Regions from separate parts of the Mus musculus genome. Here all the other regions are linked to region 1. Evidence: chromatin contacts called from public HiChIP or PLAC-seq and promoter capture Hi-C data. All regions are on one chromosome and are shown on one strand. Each heading gives the region's core, a stretch centred on a gene start, on an enhancer-like site or on the middle of the called end of the contact. The rest is flanking DNA. Distances are from core to core; before and after follow the strand shown. Region 1 holds the start of Mef2d (myocyte enhancer factor 2D). Region 2 holds the start of Ilf2 (interleukin enhancer binding factor 2). Region 3 holds the start of Creb3l4 (cAMP responsive element binding protein 3-like 4). Region 4 holds the start of Dennd4b (DENN/MADD domain containing 4B).

Region 1 (3,435 bases), core at 462-2,961:
CATACTTTCTGTCTGGGTCCTGTTTCTTCTCTAGGCTCACGCCTGCATGAGCAAGGCTTGTTGTGTCTTTATTCTTAATCTTTAGAGTCTCTCCCTACATGAAATATATGGCAGAAAGAGGGAAGACATAAGTCTGATACAAAAGCTGAAGTGTGACCTTAAGTAAAATGCTCTACCACTTTGGTAAGTATGGGAATGAATGAAAGCTCCTGACTCCCTAAAAGTACACGCAGCAGTCACACACAGGGTCTATGTATGAAGGGCACAGCAGTCACAAACAAAGAACATGACCACTGAAATCCCAAAGCCTCAGTGTCCATTTCTGGGGTATATGGGAAAAGTGCTCTACAGAAGCTCCAGAATTCCCCAACCACCCTACATAACAAGGTTCTCAGCCACTCCCACAATCATCCCACCCCACCCCCATCCTGGAAGACGCAGGAAGGAAATTCATTCACAGGCAAGGCCATGGGAGTTGGGACAGCCAGGCTGAGCACTGGGGCTCGGTGGCCAGAGGCCAGAAGCTGGGTGTCTGAGAACACTGTCAGGTAACTCGCCAATGCTCCCCTCGGCGGATACCTACCGCGGATACAGGGAGACGAACAGAAGGTGGACAGCTCCCAAGGCCAAGCGCACTCAGTAGGCTCCTCTCCGAGATCCGGCCAGAGCAGCCCAAGGTCACCGTCCCAGACGGCAAACTTCCCACAGTCAGGCAGCTCAGACCCACTGAGGGCTAGGGGGAGGGGTAAGATCCACCACTCACACAGCCAAACAGGCCTCGGAGGAAACTCACACGGGTAGGGCAGGAGGGAACGGGATCCACCCACTGTACTCCCCTAGCCTGGCCCCAATGTGCCGGTCAGTCGTAGGCAGAACTGGCACTCAGGACAAGCTGGGTAGTCCAGGGCCACTGGGAACCCCGAGGGCTCGATGGAATCTCTGGGAGGCCTCCCTGCCCCATCTCTGAGGTGGGAGGCCGGGAGCACAGTAGTCCCTTGGGCCAGCCTCACCACTCGAACCCCACTCGCACTGACTCGGCCCGCACCGCACCGTCCAAGAGAAAGGCCTGGAGAGGTCCTGCCAGGTGTTAACAGCTGCAAACTACTGTCCAGGGGTTCTCCAGCCGGCGTTGCTGACACGCCCGACCAAGGGGGCCCCCACGGGCGCGAAATCGCGGCCGGAGCCACGTGCGTTGCGCCCGCCAAGGCGCGAGGCGACGGGGGCTCGGGTACCAGGCGCGGCTGTCACAGCAGACACCCCAGCACCAACACTGCCTCCGTCGCCCCGCCCGGACCGGGACGCTCGTGCCAGGGCGCCCGTACACCCCTCGCGCTCCAGACCACCCTGAGCCCGGCCGCGCGGCGTGGGGGAGGGGTTCTTAAAGGGGCCGACGCGCGTCGTGACTCACCAGCCCGTGGGGGGGACGGGGTGTCACGGCGCCCGGAGCCTCGGCCCGGTCCGCCGAATCCTCGGTTACGCGAAGCCGCAGCTCCGACGGGAAACAGCGAAGGCGCCGCGTCCACGCGGCCTGGGCGGCGCCACAGGGCCGGGACCCCCTGGTGCGCGCGGGGGCGGCGGCGGCGGGCGGCAGGCACGCAGCCGAGCGCCCAAGCCGCCTCGACGGTTGTTGATATTTTGCTTCCTTCCTCCTTTCGGGCTCCAAAGGCAACTCCTCCAGCCCCAGACTCGAGGCCGACGTAGGCACCGCGCAGCCTAGCTTGCGAGATGGGAGGGGGGGAAAAGACGAGAGTGATGGACAAGCAGGGGGCCAATGGGAGGGCCCCGCAGGGCTGGGGGCGGGGCCTGGCAGGGAGGCCTGGGACGCAACCCCGCCCCCTGCCCGCGGCCTGCGCCCCACCCCTTTGGGGCGCGCGACCACGGCGCGTGGAGCCCAGATCCCTCCGCCTGCGGGACAGAGCGAGGCTGCGGGTACCTCAGCACCCCAGCTCCAGAGTTGGCAGGGATCTAAGTAAATAAGTTCTGGGGAGATAAGAGTGTTGGTAGGCCCCAGCTCCTACACTTACTGTGTGACAAAGCTCCGAAGCCAGATCGCGCTCTCTTATCTCGTGGTTACCTGGGGAGCTCCGCTGCTCCCTCTACCTGTGACAGGTCCCCTCCTTTCCCCTGACCCGGCTCGGTTGACGCCCAGACATTTAAAGCTACAGTGCATAATTCTCGGGTGATCTAATCTTTTAGTGCCTGCGGGCCCCAGCGCACTTAACTACGGAGGGGGCAATTTAAAGGGGCGGGACCCCAACCACTACCTCCCTTGCCTCACAGGAAACATCCAGAAGCCTTGTCTTGAAGAAATATAACTCTCTCAAAAAAAAAAATCTTTTAAAATCCCCGACGGCCTCTGGGCGTGGTGAATTTTTAAGTGCTTCACAACAAGATTGTGCGCTCCATTGCTTCTGGACCTTTAACCCGTCAGACTTCCTGTCCGCATCCTGTCACTAACAAGTCCTCGGCTGGCTCTACCTGGAGCTTGAGGAAATGACAGAGTCTGGCGTGGACTTCAAAGCCTTAGCAAAACAGAAGCAAGAGGTTCTTCAACAAGCTAGGGTCTGCTTTACTGAACAAAGTCCCTGTTCTGGCTTCTTGTGGGAGAGATGAGAAGAGGCGACAAGTGGTGGGTTAGAAAATTTATAATCTCGGAGTCAGACTGTTTTGGTTCAAAATTTTCCACTATTTCTGAAAAGAGCAAAGCACATCTCTTAACTCTCCATCCTCTTGGGTAAGCTGAAGGTGGTAAGGCCAGGTACATAACTTGTGAATTTGGTGTGAGTTTAGTTCCCAGTAGACTAGTACAGTGCCTCGTGTTGCACTGTATGACCCACACGGGCTGCTCAGCTGAAAATGAGCCCTTTTAGGGCCTGCGTGAGTTCAGAAAAGGCTCATAGTGGGCCAGTTCAATAGGACTATTCTGCAAAGAGCTTGGAGGCATATATGTACCTCCTTAAACAGGAAGCACGTAGGCTTCTAGTCCCTCGGCCTCCCTTTTCAACCCTTCCACTTTGCCCCTCCTTCCAGAAGCCTGATTTATGTAGGATCACACATGGTCCCCAAATGTTGCTCCTTAGTTTTCCTAGTAGTATGGGGGGTGGGGGCACAGAGCTGCCAGTACTCCTTGAGCAGTCTGGTTTGCCCCCAAGACTTGAGTGAAGGCATCTGCCCTTCCCCAAGCCCTGGGAGAACACAGCCTTGTTCCTGCTTGTGGCTATGGTGGGAGCAGAATGGGAAAGTGCCCTCCCCGTGGGGAACCTCCCCTCACTTGTGGCCTCTATTTTTAGTGCTTCCCCAGGCTCTAGCTGGAGAAACCGTTTAGTCATCAGGGTGTTTATTTTTCCGGCTGTTTCCCGACGTCGGGAAAAGCAGAATGTTGAGACTGGAGAGATTCAGGGCTGCTGGAAAAGACGTCTTAGGAACAGGCCTGGG
Region 2 (3,404 bases), core at 78-2,577, 2.3 Mb before region 1:
TCATAGAGTTCCAGGCCAGCCAATCATACAGAAGACCCTCACTCAAACAAAGAAAAGATCCACTCTTGAATCCTACTCCAAACAGTATCTGACTCCATTAACAAGGGGGCTCCATTTCTACACCTATAAGTGAACAGGAAAGTCCTCCAAAGCCAAAATACTCACCAAATAAAAATCAAATGGGATATGGGGCACAAAAGGCCTGAACCTGAAACATGAAAACAACCCAAAGTTATTCAAGCAGAAAGCACAAGAGAGGTACACAATGCACCAACCAATTCTGTCTTAAGAATTGGAAAAGTTTCTGAGCTGTATCATTCTTAGCAAAAGGTCAAATCCACTTAGTAGGACATCAGGAAAAGAAATGCTTTTCGTGACTTTCATGAAATGAAATAGAACAATCTACTCCAAACCCCTTTCTACTGAAACAAACCAAGGCAAAGATGCAAACAGCCACACTCACCCTCCACCAGGCCCTCCTCTGGAACCAAAGCGCCCACCACGACCACGTCCTCTGTCACCCCTAAAAATACATACATTTTACTCTCAATTCGCTGAAAAAGGTCTCCATCACACCATCAATGTTATTTCAATTTGACTTACCTTGACCGCCTCGAACTACAGAAGTGGATAGATATTTCATGCTCTCTTCTCCCAGATTCCAAATGGTGCCCAATGACATCCTAATTCTGGACTTTTCCTTTTTCTTGTTTTTGAGACGGAATCTCATGTATCTCCTGCCTTACCTCCCAAGTGCTGTGAGTGCAGCTTTCGACACCACACCCCACTTCTAATTCAGGATTTTATCAAAACTCACATCAGGAAAATACGAGTTTCAGAACCTGATATACATACCCCTACTAAGGTAACCTACGATCGTGAGGCACACCAGTCCTAATATGCACAGTAAAGTGACTTATCATTTATTAATACAGCATTAACAGTTACGAGGCATGTACTATTGGTCAAACACTAGGTACCAGAAAATTGCGCAACGCTCCAGCCTACTTATTGCGCACGGAGGGAGATCTTCCTGGGCCGTTAAGACCTCTCCTCCATCCCCTCCCGGCCCCCGAGACCCAGGTATCAACACAACTCCCCCTGCTGGGCCCCGACCCCCTCCGGGCCCGATTCCCGGAGTCCGCCAGCCTCCTCCTGCTCCACTCCCCCGCGGTCAGGCTTTCCGCCGGCCGCCCAGATGCAGGCCCTTGTTCCTCCGACTCCATTTCAGCCAGGCCCCCGAGACTTCGGCTGGAACTTTCAAGCACCTCTGTCCACTTACCTCATGGCTCGCTTAATCCTGAACAATGGAGGCCACACAACCGCTCTTCGCTGGGAAGAACTAGGCTGGCTGAGAAACGTCTGGCCGGCGTGTCCCAACAAACGCCTGCGCGATAGGCTCCCGCCTCACTCCGTCCCGCGCGTTTATTGGTTAACGCAGCAACCAATGAAAAATGCCCTGTAAAGGAGCCAGCCAATAAGAAGACATAACAGGGATGAAGGCAATTTTCCCCACTGACAGCGGAGGGCGTTCAGAAGTTGAGGCGGTGAATGGTAAGCTCTTCTATGGAAAAGAAGAGAATGCTACCAGTGGGTAGCAGAGTGGCGCAGCGGAAGCGTGCTGGGCCCATAACCCAGAGGTCGATGGATCGAAACCATCCTCTGCTATCGGAGGCTTTGTTTTTAAAATTTTGACAATCTAATTAAATTTTCCTTTCCATAACAAGAAATACAATTCTTTTTTCTTCTCCAACTTTTTTTTTTTTTTTTTTTTTTTAGATAGCGTCTTTTTCGGTCATCCTGACTTACATAATACTCGTTAGTGTAGCCCGAGCTGTCATCAAACTCAGCAATCTCCAGCGTGTGCCGCCTCACCTGAAAACATAACTTTTACCTTATGGAAATATGAGAAATAACTTAATTCCACTTACCACCACTATTCCCTCGATAGCATTACTATTATATGATTCTTTTTATTGAAAAAAATTCATACAATATATCTTTTTTTTTTTTTTTTTTTTTTTTTTTTTTTGGTTTTTCCGAGACAGAGTTTCTCTGTGTAGCCCTGGCTGTCCTGGAACTCACTTTGTAGACCAGGCTGGCCTCGAACTCAGAAATCCGCCTGCCTCTGCCTCCCGAGTGCTGGGTCATACAATATATCTTGATCACATATTTCTCTTCCCCAGTTCCACCAGCTCCTCCCCACTTCGCTATGTTAGGTGATTCTGACAAGTATTGGTGTATTACTTACTTTCGTAGGCATATATTCCTTTCAAGTAACCTAACTGCACCTTCATTAAAATAGGGAATACTTTATCGTGTTAGCAAGGTGAGTCAGCAGGTATAATCGCGACAACCTGAGTTCAACCTCTGAGACCCACAGTGGTGGAAGGAGAGCAGCGATTTCTGCATTTTGTTCTCCGACCTCACTATAAAGGTTGTGGGTGTGGTGACACCCATAAACACAACATAAATATAACAGAATTAAAAAAAAAAAAAAGAACGCTATTTTGGCAAACATGGTGGAGCATGCCTTTAATTATAGCACCTGAGAGGCAGCAGCTGGAGGATCTGAGAGTTCAAGGTCAAACTATTCTATGTAGCCAGTCCATGCCAGGTAAGTCTACATAGGAGATCCTGCCTCACAAAAAGTCTTTCATCATCTCAGAAAGGTAACCATATTGGATTTCTACCATCATGGGTTAAGTTTGCCTTTAGATTTTCTTTTCTTTCCTTTCCTTTTTTCTTTTCTTTTTTTTTTTTTAAGATTGATTGATTGATTATGTATACAGTATTTTGCCTGCATGTATGTTTGCAGGCCTGGAGAGGGCATCAGATATATGGTCCTGAGCCACCATGTGGTTGCTGGGAATTGAACTCAGGACCTCTGGAAGAGCAGTCAGTGCTCTTAACTTCTGAGCCATCTCTCCAGCCCTAGGTTTTCTTTTAATTGGGAGTGGCTCAGAAAAGGCTCAGCAGTCAAGAGCACGCACTGTTCTTTCAGGACTAAAGTTCGGCCAATCTCTTCTGCCCTCTAGCACATTGTACGCATAAGCATGTATACATATACACACATAACTTAACATAAAATACATCTTTAAACCCAACCTTGTGGTGCAGGCCTTTAATCCCAGCACTGGGGAGGTACAGGCAGGCAGATCTCTGAATTGGAGGCTGGCCTTTGATCTACAGAACAAGTTCCAGGACAGCCAGGGCTGCATAGAGAAACCCTATCTCAATAATAATTAAAATAATAATAATAATAATAATAATAATAATAGTTTATTTACTTAGGGACTAGAGAGATGGCCCAGCGGTTAAGAACACTTGTTATTTTACTCTTGCAGAGGACCAAGAAGTGTCAGTTCCCTTCACCCACATGGTGGCTCACAATTGTCTGTACT
Region 3 (3,405 bases), core at 73-2,572, 2.1 Mb before region 1:
CTTTCTGACAAGAAGGCAGCTGTAAGTGTGAGGTAAGAAAAATAGAACTTATTGGACACATCACTGAATAGATAATTGGTACTTTTGGGTTTTTTTGTTTGTGGTTTTGTTGTTTTGGTTTTTGGTTTTTTTTTTCAAGACAGGGTTTCTCTGTGTACCCTTGGCTGTCCTGGAACTCACTTTGTAGACCTTGAGGCCAGAGCAGTCTGCCTCTGCCTCTTGAATGCTGGGATTAATTGAAACAGGATCTTATGTAGCCCAGGCTGGCCTTGGCAGCAGAGACACTTCTGGTAAGCCTCTTGGGCATGAAAATTACTGGCATGCACTCCCACACAACCTCTGAAACAGGTTTCAAGCTACACTGATACAGTATCAGCTACTCAGGAGGCCACCCTGAGAAATGAGACCTCCTCACTCCTGTTTCAAAACACAAAACTATACATAAAACTAATAGTTTAAGGAAACAATAAGATTTCAAACCAAAAGTAAATGTTTGGCTAATGTATGGCAGTTTCCCTGTCCTGTGTCCCCCCGCATGGGTTAGCAGGGTCCCCAAAGTGCAGCAATGTGTAACCCGGTTCCTGGATCCACATAGGCCGATTGCACAGGTAGCTGCCAGAAAGTGGAATCCTGGTCCACAGGCTACAGGTCTGCCTAAGTAATAACTTGGGGCCTCAGAACCACGAGGTAAACAAACTCAAACCCAAACAACCTCTGTGCGGTTCCTACCCTCAGCACGGAAGCTTTAGCTCAACTTTCCTACAATATAAGTAGGGGCCTCTGGCTGGAACCCGGAGCCCTGCCAAATTACTTCTGGGATTCTTTTCTGCTGGTCTATTGTTGCTAACCGCGAGGGCGTGAGCCTCGAGATAGTCAGCCATTGGCTAGAAACCCGGTCCTAAGTCTTCAATGCCCAATTAGGATTCACCAGTGGAAGAATGCCTTGTGGCGCAGGGGGCCGGAGCTGGGATGGAGGATGCCTTCAAAATCTTGGTTTCTTTCTCTACCCTGAGATGGGTCTCCCACTTGTAAAGATTGTGGCTTCGAAACAGACACCTGGGAATCCTGTGTACCAGTCACTACTATCTCAACTCTTTGCTGACGAGACATCAAGCCCGCAGCAAGATCTACTAGCACTGAGAAAACTGACAGAAAGGGTGTGGGTACCTATAGTTTTATTTCTGTTTGCACATGGACAGTGTCTTAATATTACTCCCAGATGCAGGTCCCGACAGTGGTTCCTGGCCAGGTGCAACCCAACCCTCTCCCTTCCCCCACCCTTTCCTACCCCAAACTCCACGGACAGCGTAGTGGGCGGGGCCTGATTGGGCAGGACCAGGATACAGATCCTGGTGGAAAGAAAAGGTGTAGTGTTTGGGGCTTCAGCGGGCTAGGCTGGTTTGGCAGAGCAAAGTTCTCCGAACAACAACTAAAGAGAATAAAACAGGTAATACCCAGTGGGGCTATTTTTCTGAACCCAAAGATAAGGCCTGAAGTGTGTTCTCCTCCGAGGGGCTGCCTCATGAGAGCAGAGGAAAAGAGTAACTAACGGAGAAAATGCCGAGGAGCCCGTAGCTTCAGAGGCGAGGGCAGCCACCACCTTCCTTATAACTTTCCCTCCCATGCAGAAACATGGAGCTCGGGTGCCCTGAGTTGCTGGAACCCCCAGAAGATATCTTCTCGACGGGATCCTTCCTGGAGCTGGGATTCAACGGTCCCGCGTCAAAGGTCCCGGTGACCAGGGTACAAGAACAGGGGCTGCAAAGCTGGGAGATGAGTAGGGGCTGTAGCCCAGGCTGTTCAATGGAAGTGGGAGTTAGGTTGAGAGAACTCTGACTAGAAGCCTTAAGTCGTCACAAAGAAAGAGTTCTCATAATAGAGCCCACGAAATAGACGCGTATTGTTACTCTTCCTATGTCCAAGAAGGGATAGCATTGAAGCATTAAGGATCTAAGACTACTGTCAGGTAAGACTGTCAAGGTACTTCTTTGCAGACATGCGTACCCTCTCCTCCTATAGGGCCTTCAGAAGAGTGAACCTGACGATTTCCTGAACCTCTTTATCGATCCCAATATGATACACTGCTCAGAAACATCTCCTGGTAGGGACAGTGGGGTCTCTGAAGATCCTGGCTCCCCTGCCCAACAGGCTTCCAGTTCCCCTGCCCTCTATGAGGTTGTCTATGATTCAGGGACCCTACAGGGAACTCAGCGGGAAGCTGGGCCAACCTTCGGACTCATCTCTATTCAGATAGGTCAGTGTACTTTTTGGAAATAGGGCAACGCCCCTTTCAGGCCCAGCCCTGGTGGTGAGATTAAGGGGAGAAGGTTCCCAAACTGTGCCACTGCCCAGTCCCCGCCCTTACCACAGCCTTCTGACTCCTTTGTCCCAGTCTCTGTATCTTTTTTCAGATCAGTGGACCCCTGCACTTATGGTCCCTGATGCATGCACAGTCAGTGGACTGCCCTCCGATTCGCATAGACATATCCTGCCTAGGGTCAGCACCAGAGCCCCAGCACCTCCTGCAGCCATGGTAAGTCTCGACGCCAACCAGAACTGATGTTCCCCCAGTATACATGCCCTCATATGAGTGGGGGCATGGGGGAAAAGGGAGGAGACACTAATGAGGAACTGGTTTGCCCCACTTTTGGTAGCAGTGGTTTTGAAGGCCAAGGAGAAACAAGCAATTCTAAGAGCCGGAAAGTGTAGGGGCTGGAGAACTATAGGGGATCAGGGTGGTAAGGAATCATTTAAGTCTTAGCAGGTGCGATGAGGGAGCCTGCTGTCAGAGCTCAAGACCCAGTGTGCATTAACATTCAGTCAGAGCTACTTTCTCTGCCTTGCTCAGGAAAGGGAACTGGGACAGGACCCCTGGGAATCCACCTGGCTAATGAGGACAGGGTGATAGCGATAGCGAAGCAGCAGCAGGTGCTTGCACTAGAAGAACTGCCCTGTGGCCAGTGCTGTAGTGGAGTACCCTATCATGTCCCTTTCCAAGATAGGCTAGACATTCCTGCTGTGCAGACCAAGAGAGGCCAGTCTCAGGCCATAGTCCTCTCTCTACCCTGTGTACCTTGTGTCCAAAGGCAGGGAGCAGAGTCCTAGCCAACCTCTAAAACCATGCTTGAAGCTGGGACCAGAAGCCACAGTAGGGGTGTGTATATCAGCACAGGGTCTGTGCTTGTTTTATTTCTAGATGAAGCCCTCTATGCTTCATTCTCATGAGATCTTGGTTAGAGAGATTGGAAGAAACATGCTATCAAAACACTTGGAGGGGAAATTTTTTCCTTTAGGAAAGGAAGTGATTTAGCCAAGAGCCAAAAGCCATCAGAAAGCAAAAGTCAGAGGCAGAGAGCTGGGTCACGAGGCGAGAGGCCTTGCATGTAAGCACGAGGACCGGAGCTG
Region 4 (3,765 bases), core at 605-3,104, 2.1 Mb before region 1:
AGAACACAGTATTTTCTGTAATGGCCTGCAATGACATCATTCACTCTGGCTACCACATTACACCAACTTTTGCTTTGTCAAAGGTCTCTGCTCTTGTAGCAACACCACAAGAACCTTCCGATGCAGCTAATGTTCTTAAAGCACCCATCCTTTCATTTCTAGAAGACTTTACAGATGCCTAGGAAGGCTTACAAAACCCAAGATTTAGCTTCTGCTCATCAGATTTCAAGTATCCTTTTTTTTCCCTAGCTTAACTTTACCTAGTTGGCCAAGCAACCAGGACTTTCCCATCTCCAGGATCCTTAGGTGTCTGTAGTTAGGCACAAAGGGACTGTAGGAGTCAGCTCCAGTCATGCCATGCCCGCGCCACCCAGCCCAAGACAGAATCGGGGCCACAACAGCCTATTGGTAACTTATCTCACCTGCCTCCATGGCCTGACCCTGGGGAGTGGAAGCCCCAAGAGTCCTGAGGTGCCCCAGGGTGCTGAAGGTGGGAAGAAGCCTGGCGGGTAGCTTGCAAGGGGCTAGAGGCTGAGAGAGTGCTTCAGAGGGGAAGGGAGGCTACTTCCTGAAATGGCTGCGAAGGGGAAGCTGTCGCTAGCTCAGCATAAGTCAGCCTATGGGTGTGTGGTATCGCTGGGGGGGCGGGGGGGATAGTACTGTTTAAGGTGCCAGCACAGCATCAGACCAACGCAGACCTCCCACTAAGGGTCCTGTGCAAGGCAGGGAAGCTTTTAGTGTCTCCAGGATGCACAGTCTATTTAACCTCCCGCTCTTCCTCAGAGAACTAGAGCCAAACCGACTGTCTTCTCAACCTGGCCTCTGGACACACATGCCCCAACTCAAGCTAAATTTAGCTTGAGCTTCTCTACATCTGAGAGGTGAAGCCAGGAGTCAGCGTCAGCCTCCTGATTTAACTCCAGGACACAGCTCACTCTCTCATCCACTGCAGGCCAATAGTAGTTCTGTGCTCCAGACAGTAGGCAAAAGCCGTTAGATGAGACCCTCTATAGGCAAGTGGGTGGTCCCGGATCAACAGGACTTGTGTGTCCAGGCCTTCCCTTATCCAGCCAGGGAAGAGTCCTATAGAATGCAGCCCCTTCTCCCTTGGGGGAAAACAACGGCACTGGAGCCACTTTGGGTCCCAACGCCCACATGCCGAATGACGGGAAGTCGGGGCTAGGGCAGAGGGCGCGGCGCGGGGGAGGTGGCTGAGCAAGAGGCCGGAGGGCCGAGAGAAGCGCGCGCGGGGACTGCCGAGGACGTGACGGCAGCAGCGCCAGCAGCCGCGTGACCCAGGCGGGAAGGAGGGGTGCTCTGGCTTGAGCGCCCGCGGGAGCTCCAGGTTGTAGGATGTCGAGCACAGCTAGCTAGCTCTGGGTTGCGCCCTCCCCTCCACTTTCACTTCTCTGGGAGGGAGGAAGCGGAACCAGATGCGCAGCGTAGAACAGCTGGGGACAGTCCCTGGAGCCGCCCGCCCTCCGCCCGCCCTAACCCGCCCGCCGCCCCGCCCGGTCCGGCCCCTACCTGCCTGCCCTGGGACTCCCCAGCCGGCCCGCTGGCGGGTGGCTCTGAGGGCGGGCTGGCGGGCCGGCGGGCGGCTGGGCTGCTATCCAGCCCCGGACATGGCGCACTCGACTTAGGAGCCGCTCGCGCCCGGGCTGAAGGAAGAAGCAGCAGCCGAGGGCGCCGGGCACGGTGGAAGAAGATCTGGGCGGTCCCAGCGTCCCCGCGCGCTGCGCCACGCGGGGACTGCTGCCACACCACACCGCTAGTTCCAGCCGCGCGGTCCTCCCGGCTCCCACGTTGCTGGGGACCCCAAGCTCTTCAACGCGCCCTGCTTTCTCCACTCATACCCGCCCCCCACCCCCCCAGGAGCCGCGGGCGCCTCCGCTATTCTGCCCCCCCCCACACACCCGGGCCTGCGGCCGTGACCCTGGCTAGCGCCGGCCCAACACCCTGCCGCCTGCAGTGCGACCCCTGGTGGCTGGGAGGGCCCCCTGCAACCAAGCGGATTCCCACCACCCGGAGGAAAAAGCAAGACACTGACCCCAGATGGCCCCGAAGTCAGAGTCGGTGCTCCTGTCCTGCCCTACCGTCAGATGTGGCCACTGTGCCACAGCGAAGGCCCTGAAGACCTAGACCTGGGAAACCCAGGTGACTCCCCACTTCCACGTTTAGAACCCACTGGCCAGAGCCAGAAACTCTCAGTTCTTCTTTCGAGAAATGACAAGAACATTGAAAAAGAGGAAGAAAGGCATGAAGCCGAATAGTGGAGGTGTAGCACTCCTTTCACTATGCTGGGTGAAGTCTAACAAAGCCTTCGTGGAACATGGTTGTCTCCCAAGGATCTATTGCGTTAAACCCAAATGGAGCAGTGAAATGGATGAATCGACATACAGTCCTCAGAACATGAGATTGCTTAGGTCCCCCAAACATAAACCAAGTAAGCCAGCTAGGCCTGCTTACTTCTCTCTAGAAGCATCAACACTGGCAATAGCCTCCTCCAGGAGAGGGGAGGATTTTCTAACAGAAACAACTGTGACTTGGGACAACAGCCTCTCCTTACCCAGGGCTTCAGAAGAGTAACTTGTCAGGCTAGTCACGGTGCCCCATCCCCTGATGCTGCAGCAGGCAGGGCCTTAAACAAACAAGGGCACATAAGGTGACTTCCTGCTGCCTCGGTGAAGTCTGTATAGGCTTTAGGATACATCCAGTTTGGGACCTAAATCTGAGAATGGTGCTTCCGCACAAGCACAAAAGTTCTGAGAGGATTAACGCACACCCGTAGCCCTAGCACTAAGGAAGCCAAGGTGCCAACGGGCACGTGTGACTTCTAGGTAGTCTGCCCTATGTAAGAGAAATCCTGTCAAAAAACAAACAAACAAAAATGCAACACAAAAGAACCTATGGCACCAAACCTCCTTAGGTCCCCAGCCATGTACCAAATAGCCAAGCACACAAAAGGTTTAATAGGATTTTTTATTAACATATAATATATTTAATAAAAAATAATATCCATTCTGGCTCTCTCTTCCATTGCAAGGGGAAGAGAAATAGGGAGGGGCTGGTAGTGCCCATCCCTTCTGGACAAGCCCTCTCTCCAAGATTTCCCTCTACACCTTGCTTCCCAACAGGCTCTGACCTCCAGACAGACGGTTTTCAAAGTTACAAGTGCTTTTAGGCCCTCCCTTGAATTCCCCCAAGCCCACCAGACATACAGCATTCAGGGGCCACCTGGCCAAGCCCCTTCCCTTTCCTCAGTTTTAGGATCCTTCATTCATATTAGAAAAAGGATCTGGGGGCAGAGAGTAGTCTCTACTGGCCAGGGGGAAGGGATGAAGACTGATGGGACAGGGCCATGAAGAAGGATGGCAGTGAGGTCCCCTCACTGTAGCCGATCACTACGGAATGAGTCCTCCACAGCAGGGTCAGGCAGCAGGGCACAGGGGTCACTCAGCATAGTTAGTCCTTCCAGGCCCAGTGGCTCCATGCGCAGCTCATCTTCTAGCCCCAGGCCCAGCTCCAACCCAGATGCTGACACCTCAAAGCCAGGCACTCCAGCCAGGGCTGCTGCAATCTCCTTAGAGAAACCTGGGGAAGAGTCTCCTGTGTGTACAAGAGGTGGGTAAGGATCTCAGGCCACACCTCCAGACCCCTCAAGCTCCTATCACAGCAGTGAGGCTGTCAACTCTTCCTGCCAGTCTCCACCAGCACCCACACTCCCTTACCTGTGAGTATGATATTAGGTCCTGAGCCATGGCG

Evidence for each region. Promoter capture Hi-C pulls out the DNA fragments that hold promoters and counts their contacts. HiChIP or PLAC-seq counts read pairs in DNA pulled down with a chosen protein or histone mark. Capture Hi-C pulls out chosen DNA fragments and counts their contacts.
Region 2: an H3K27ac HiChIP or PLAC-seq map of double positive thymocytes shows a contact between it and region 1, with 6 times the contacts expected there. The contact joins the promoter of Ilf2 here to the promoter of Mef2d in region 1. A contact is called at or near these places in 2 of 115 datasets of contacts at active chromatin or transcription factors (double positive thymocytes and thymic regulatory T cells).
Region 3: a contact with region 1 is called in a promoter capture Hi-C map of adipose tissue, with 6 times the contacts expected there. The contact joins the promoter of Creb3l4 here to the promoter of Mef2d in region 1. A contact is called at or near these places in 1 of 484 Hi-C or Micro-C datasets (B cells), 2 of 115 datasets of contacts at active chromatin or transcription factors (double positive thymocytes and embryonic forebrain) and 2 of 9 other capture datasets (adipose tissue and liver).
Region 4: a promoter capture Hi-C map of pre-B cells shows a contact between it and region 1, with 8 times the contacts expected there. The contact joins the promoter of Dennd4b here to the promoter of Mef2d in region 1. A contact is called at or near these places in 2 of 39 promoter capture datasets (liver and pre-B cells), 1 of 115 datasets of contacts at active chromatin or transcription factors (thymic regulatory T cells) and 1 of 9 other capture datasets (adipose tissue).

What each region holds. Positions count from the first base shown.
Region 1 is chr3:88,140,648-88,144,082 of GRCm38.p6, reverse strand. It overlaps Mef2d (myocyte enhancer factor 2D), which reads right to left and starts at 1,711. Exons shown (of 12, transcript NM_001310587.1): 1 at 1,409-1,711.
Region 2 is chr3:90,474,124-90,477,527 of GRCm38.p6, reverse strand. Ilf2 (interleukin enhancer binding factor 2) reads right to left here and starts at 1,327. Exons shown (of 14, transcript NM_026374.3): 1 at 1,283-1,327; 2 at 464-523; 3 at 166-208. The coding sequence starts at 1,287. It overlaps n-TMcat11 (a tRNA gene), which reads left to right and starts at 1,597; the gene lies at 1,597-1,668.
Region 3 is chr3:90,241,060-90,244,464 of GRCm38.p6, reverse strand. It overlaps Creb3l4 (cAMP responsive element binding protein 3-like 4), which reads left to right and starts at 1,322. Exons shown (of 10, transcript NM_001307934.1): 1 at 1,322-1,447; 2 at 1,629-1,743; 3 at 2,020-2,254; 4 at 2,412-2,533. The coding sequence starts at 1,633.
Region 4 is chr3:90,263,324-90,267,088 of GRCm38.p6, reverse strand. Dennd4b (DENN/MADD domain containing 4B) reads right to left here and starts at 1,854. Exons shown (of 28, transcript NM_001356483.1): 1 at 1,528-1,854. It overlaps Crtc2 (CREB regulated transcription coactivator 2), which reads right to left. Exons shown (of 14, transcript NM_028881.3): 13 at 3,732-3,765; 14 at 2,964-3,609. The coding sequence ends at 3,389.